2 separate regions of the Sus scrofa genome follow, and region 1 is linked to region 2. The links are chromatin contacts, called in public HiChIP or PLAC-seq maps. All regions are on one chromosome and are shown on one strand. Each heading gives the region's core, a stretch centred on a gene start, on an enhancer-like site or on the middle of the called end of the contact. The rest is flanking DNA. Distances are from core to core; before and after follow the strand shown. Region 1 has its middle 45 kb from the start of SLC39A8. Region 2 overlaps NFKB1 (nuclear factor kappa B subunit 1).

Region 1 (3,441 bases), core at 133-2,632, 140 kb before region 2:
TAGAAATTGAAAGAAATCAAGCTTAACTTTATAACTCGATTTTAATTCCCCTTGCCAAAAAAAGAAAAAAGAAAAAAACTAAAAAGAAAAATATCCTGTGATAGTACTGGGCTCAATATACAATAGTTCTACCCTGTAAAGTCAGAGAGAGTCCTTTTAAGTTCAACTATATCTAAACACCAATTCATATTTCTGACAGATGTCCTCCAAGGTTTAATTGGTTTATATCCAACAACTCTAAACAACATGTCAATCTTTATTTATTAATATGGGGTACATTTACACAAGTAATTTTCCCCCAAAGGGTCACTAGGGAGCTCTCAAACTCAGACATTTTACAAGTGAATTTCTGAAGTTTTTCTATGGGTAATTCTGCTTTGAAAATTTTCCAGTCTTCAAACCATCAAGAGTGTAGAACTTTGGAACCTTCTTTATTGATTTGCCCTTGTCCTGGAGCAGACTCAGAATTGTTTTCTGAGAAAAATCTTTAAACTGTCTACCATGCTCCCAGGCCTCCTCTTGGCAGAGGTAGGTCAATGCCAACTCAAGTCTAAGGTAGGCACTTGATTTTCACAAGGTGACATTCTCTTTTATCTCTTTGCTCAGTTGACTTTTAAAACATATGCTTTTTGAGGTATATGAGTTTTTAAAATACAGTGTTTCATAACACCAAATACATTTGCCAAATAATAAAATGGCCATCGCTACTTATGCTTTATCCTGGATTAATCTCTGGAGTGCTAAGATACCAGGCCATTCCCACTGCATCCTATGTAAGCCTTTCAAATCACTCAAACCTAGATCATCTTATTGGATTCTCATCATAACCCTGTTAGATAATTAAGGTAGAGATTATTATCCCCATTTTTCAGGTGGGAAAACTAATAAATGGGGTAATTAAATCTCTGAAACCCAAGTTAAAGGACTGAGTCAAGCAATTGAGTCAAAACAGAAGAATACATATAACAATATTTATTGAGTAGCTTTCTTGGTTACAATTTTCTGCCTCTCTGTTGTAGCTAAAAGGCAGCCTAAAATCTTAACCAAAAGGTGAAGGAGTAATTTACTCCCTGTAAAGGTTAGCTCCCTAATAACAGATAACAGGGGAGCCTGCTTTTCTTCATCTATAAAATAACGTTGAACTAACTAATCAGAGGTCATGACCTGGCAGGATAATGAATAGTTTCAGGATGCATTTCAACTGACCTGCAGACTCTTGGGTCAGAAAATTTTAACATTAAAAAAGTCAGAGATTTCTGGCTTCTCTTGTAATCATAAAATTGGGCTGCCCTTGACCCATATTTGTGCATGGTAGCAATCGAATGGAGTTACATCCACACTTCCCCTTTTGCTAAAGCATGTACTTCTCCGTTTCCCATGATTCATACCACTCCCTATTACTTACACCCAAAGAAGCTTCATTTAAGGGCACTATTGCTTGAGTCCTGTAGATATTTCACTTCCTCATTCATTTTATTCAACAAGCATTTACCAGACGAAGCTTATACATGCAATATTACACAACACATACTCAGAAGGAAAGGGTAACTAAAACAAAGCCCAGGAGCGCCACCATCTCATCCTATGGTGGGGACACATGGGCATAAATAGATTGTTACTACATAGATGCCTTGGGGCTCAGTTTTCGGACCTATTCTCCGCTCTTTTTTTCACTCCCTTGGTATCCTCACTCAGACTCATGGCTTTAAATACCATCTCTTTGCTGATGTACATCTCTAGTCTGGCCCTGGATTCCAGTCTCATCTGGCTAAATGCCTAATAAATAACTTCACCTGGAAATCTTATCGTCATTCAAACTCCATAGGTCCAAAATCAGACCATGAGTTCAGCTCCCAAAGCCTCAGTCTTTCCTGTATCAAAGAATGACAACCCTCTTCTTCGAGTGGGTAAGGCCAAACCCTTGACGTCTTCACTTCTTACCCTTTTCATTCATTCCATCAGCAAGTCATGTTAGCCCAGGGAAGGGAGGCTGCGAGTCTCCATGAAGTGACATCTGAGGATGAATGGTACTTAACTGGATGAAAAAGGAAATGACGTGCATTGCAGACAGAGGGGACCACATAAGCACAGGTGTGGAAGAGAGAAATAACCGGACATCTAGGAGGAACTCTAAGTAAGTCAATGTACCTAAAACATAACTTATGGGAAGAGAGACACTGAAGATGGTTGTAGAGATGTAGGTGGGGTCTGGATCACAGAAGGCCTTTTATCCCATTTATCAACCCGTATCATCAAAGCATTTTAGGCAGGTAGGACACTGATGAGTAAAGCCAGGTGAGAGATGGTTAGGCCCTAAACTGAAGCAGCCACAACTTGGATTTAAACTCAGTAGGACTGAAGATTGGGCCAGTGTAGGAGAGGAAAAGAAACCATGAAGATAACATAGCCCCGAATGGAAATACAGGAGAAACGATTTGGAGAAGGAAATAATAATTCAGTATCAGAAATACTGAACTTGACAGCCCATGGAGCAACCATGGAAACGACTTAATGAGTTACCCAAAGCTTGGGAGATGTAGCCTGGAGATATGAGTTTGAGAACCATCAGCAAATAAATGGGAATTAGAGCTACGACAACTGTACACTGTGTCCCTTAGCCAAGTCACCTAATGGCTCTCTGTCCCAGTTTTCTCATCTATAAAGTGGGGAATATCATACCTACTTTATAATGTTGTTTTGAAAGTTATTTAAGAGAATTATAATACTTTAATGGAGTTAGGACTTGACATAGCTGTTAGTCATGGTAGCTGTTTAAAAACTAATTTTTCAGATTACATTGGAAGACCATGAGGAAGAGTAGTTATCAACCTTTTGCAGAGACACAAATGCTTTTGAGAAGGCATTCTCATTAAAAAGTTACACATAACCAAACACCCAATTCAGGAGGTCTGTGGACCCCCTAAAGAATCCGAGGCTTAAAAATTCTTGATGCAGAGTTAGAAGGGGGAAAATTGAAGAATAAAACAAAGGAAAATCAACATTTAAGGGATGAGCAGAGGAAGAGAAGACCAAGAAGGGATTATAAGAAAACTGCAAAGACAACTGGAGATGGTTTCAAGAAGGAGGCTGTGATAAAGTCTCTCAGACTTGGCAAATATGTCCAATAAGAGTTAAAAATGATGATTGGCAATTTTCACAAATTATACCAGTCTAGTGGAAGGAGAGGAAACTAGAATTTAGAAGTTGAATTTAAAAAAAAAAAAAAGTGAAAAGGTAGAGACAACTCCTGGACAAAAAGGGAGGGAAAAGACGGAATGCAAGTCAAAAGAGAATTTTTGTTTGTTCGTTTGTTTGTTTGTAGGGACTGTTTTGGTTTTTGGTCATGATCATTTTTTATTGTTGTTTGGGGGGACATTTTATTTGTCTGTATTTGAAGTAAGAGAAGACTGTGTTTGTGGACCCAGGACCAGAGCCAATAGA
Region 2 (3,321 bases), core at 774-3,273:
TAATCAAGGGAGGGATGATTGGCAAAGAAAGAAGATAGTTGAGGAACCACTGCACAAAAGCAAAGAATGAGCATAATGACTTTTTCAGGCTAAAAAGCTGGAGATTAGGAAGAAATAGATTCATCATCTTTAAATTATGAAAATAGGATCAGGATAAATGCAAGCATCTTTGCCCACAGTCTAGAATCAGAGAAGCGAGAATGAGGTACTTTTAAGGCACACACACAGCAGAAGGTGGTAGAGGCTAAAAGTTTATTGACATTTGCGAACTGAGCTATTCTCTTAAATCATCAGTTATTAAGGAAGCAAAGACATATTGAAATGTTTCCCAAGAATGGTGACCTAATATAATGGAATGCTCACCAGACTTTGCATCTGACCTTTACTCTGCTTTGACCTCACACAAGTCCTTAATCATCCTAGCTTCTTTTTCCTCCTCTGTAAAAGGAGCATGTGTTGTGAGTGGCCGCTTAGGTCCCTTTTGGTTGATGTTTCATAGTACACCCCATGGTCCACTGCCAAAGGCAGACCACAAGGTGTTCAATGCCATAGAAATTCAGACTGCAGATTCTTTTATTTAAAAAAGCTTGTTGTGTGGAATTTTCTGTGTCAGTTTCTTGTCATTGAAATCTCAATGACTGTAGGATAGTTAATATTTTTTAAATTGACTCACAAAATTCCCATTTTTACAGTGAAATAGAACCAGTAACTATCCTTATTTTATACGTCAAAAGGAGTACATAGCAAACACCAAATGATCTTTTTTGCTAGAAATCATGTCAGTGGATAACATTATTTCTGAAGGTGACTATGTTGTCTGCTTTACTCTTATATTCATGTTCTAAAGAACTAATACTCCAAGGGAGATCAACAGGGTAGTAATAGTGATGACTACTAGTTAGGGTACAACTGATTGGGAAACATTATAAATTTGTCCAAAACCTTTGATGAGGAAATTGTTCAAGTTTCTCCGCTTTGAGGTCACCCCTTTCTAGTGGAAGCATGTTTTCTTCAAAGTTGACATATGATGGCGTTTTTTTCTTCCTAACAAGTCTGGACAGGATTCTTTTTTAAAAGATTATTTTTAAGTGTATGTCGTTACCCTACTTTCCCCTGCTTCTTCTTCCAACTGCACTTAGAAGATCATGAGATAACCAGTAAACAGCAGCATTCTTTGTAGCCATGAGATGACTGAAACAACCGCAGAATTAGAAATAAGCAAAGATCTTCGTGAACATAAACAATGACCCGAACTGACATGAACAATCGGAACTAGGACAGTTGTTAAGTATTGGGCTGCTGATTGAAAAAAAAAAAAAGAAAAAATACCATATTGACTGTTCATTTAAGTTAAACAAAAAAACTTCCTTCATTTCTTCATTTTACAAGACAGAAGGGAGAAAAATACATACATGGTGGGAAAATCAGAAATGAGAAAGAAAGGGAAACAGAAAGAAGAAACAAGAACGCAGCAACAGACCACAAAGGGACTGGCAGAACTCAGAAGGGGTGGTGGGACTGGTGAGAAGCAAAAGCAAGACAGAGCGACCACATGAGGACTGAGGGGGGAAAGTCTCAATACCTTCTAGACCTGGACAGTCAGAAATCTCAGAGGACCTCAATGTATTTTAGTTGAGGAGTGGTCTTAGACTTTTAGCCTCACATATCTCATGGCTCCAGATCCCTCTCATATTGGCTTTCTGGAGTCCACCCACTTTTAGCAGCATGGTGGCCCCTAAGGAACCACCTCCGTCACCTTAAGTCTGCACAGTCTCTGACTCTCAGTTTGACTTTTTATTTTGTTCCATGCCCCAGTGACAGTTGAATCTTCTTAAAACACCACCCTATACAGCATTCCCCTGTGCAGAATGCTTGTAGAGGAGATCCCTTGGGTTCACAGTCCAGGTGCTCTGCGATGCGGTCCCGGCCAGCTCCATTTCTCAAGAACTCCTACCAAACTTTCACTTCAGCTGCACCGCTCCACTGCTGTTCTCATAAGCATGAGGTGCACAGTCCTTCCTCCCTCACTCGCCCTTGCGTCTCCTTCCCAGAACACACTTCCTTTGCCCTCTCCTGATAGGGAGTTGATTCTGGGAAGTCTTCCGTGAGTTTTCCAGCCCACAGGGACCTCCTAGAAGTCCTTCCTTGAACTCCTGGAACCCTAGTTGGCACTATGATTTTAACCTATACAGCATTCTAGTGGTATTTCTCTAAGTTTTGCCTTAAAACCTTAAAATTATGCCAGAGGGTTCTTGACAGCAAAAGCATGATGTCATACTTTATTCTGAGCGCTTCACTCATTGTAGATGCATGGTCAGTGTTAGCTGATCGGTAATGGTTGTTTTGTATGACCAAGTGAAAATGCTCAGTAATGTTTTCTCTTCAGTATCTTCTCATGGGTAGTCTAGTCTCTCACTAATTTGAATGGCATAGGGGACTTAAACTACTGCAGAGAGGATTTGGGTGTGTACAGTTCTGTGGTCACTCTGAGGCTGGTTCTTGGTCTTCGTATCCATTGGAATAAATACAATGCTTCTTGAAATTTGGCATCTCTTCCTCCTTGGGTGCTTTCTGTTTCCCTTTAAGATGTTTAAAAATACCATCAGAATTAATATTCTTTCTGTGGCTAGTAGTGGAACTGAATCAATCTTTTCTCCTCTGGTTTCTCTTCCCTTAAATACAGATAAAGAGGAAGTACAAAGGAAACGGCAGAAGCTCATGCCCAATTTCTCAGATAGTTTCGGTGGCGGGAGTGGGGCTGGAGCTGGAGGCGGAGGCATGTTTGGCAGCGGCGGTGGAGGAGGGGGTGCTGGAAGTACTGGACCAGGTATGAATCACGTCTGTTCTTTACTCTCTAATCTGAGAGAGTAAATTTTCTTTTCCAAGATTTCCCTAAGTTGTTCTGATATTATTGAGCATGATATATTACTTTAATTAAAATATTCCCAGCAAATTTTTTTTCAAAGAAATGCCTGTTCATTTTATAATATGTAGATAGATAATACCAAAAACTGTAAGGAAAAAAAAAAAAGTCACCCAAAGCCAGTTTTCAAAAAAAAAAAAACCCACAAATACCTCTGTTAACATTTTGGTTTATTCACATACACTTTTTTTTTGCGTGGGTGTGGGGACACAGTTTGCAGTTGTCTTGGTATCTTTTGGAGACATTGAAAAGATGTCATATTATAGTTACATTATGTTGTAGGAAAGTTGAAAATACTCAAAATCCTGCCATTAAAGGTTAACAGATATTTTTGTGTGAGATTCATTACAATGCATAGTTACACATTTTTCCAGAGCACAGCTGTGGACCTCATTGTG

The links. HiChIP or PLAC-seq counts read pairs in DNA pulled down with a chosen protein or histone mark.
Region 1: an H3K27ac HiChIP or PLAC-seq map of alveolar macrophages shows a contact between it and region 2. The contact joins two enhancer-like sites. A contact is called at or near these places in 3 of 47 Hi-C or Micro-C datasets (embryonic fibroblasts, epiblast stem cells and liver) and 1 of 2 datasets of contacts at active chromatin or transcription factors (alveolar macrophages).

The regions. Positions count from the first base shown.
Region 1 is chr8:118,557,767-118,561,207 of Sscrofa11.1, reverse strand. No RefSeq gene overlaps it. Among named protein-coding and RNA genes, the nearest start is that of SLC39A8, 45 kb to the left of the region's middle. Within about 2 kb of position 1,382, at least 5 of the 83 cell types and tissues checked have an H3K27ac peak or open chromatin away from gene starts, as enhancers often do. A contact at or near this core is called in alveolar macrophages, where this site is marked.
Region 2 is chr8:118,413,798-118,417,118 of Sscrofa11.1, reverse strand. It overlaps NFKB1 (nuclear factor kappa B subunit 1), which reads left to right. Exons shown (of 23, transcript NM_001048232.1): 10 at 2,684-2,827. Among named protein-coding and RNA genes, the nearest start is that of NFKB1, 63 kb to the left of the region's middle. Within about 2 kb of position 2,023, at least 16 of the 83 cell types and tissues checked have an H3K27ac peak or open chromatin away from gene starts, as enhancers often do. A contact at or near this core is called in alveolar macrophages, where this site is marked.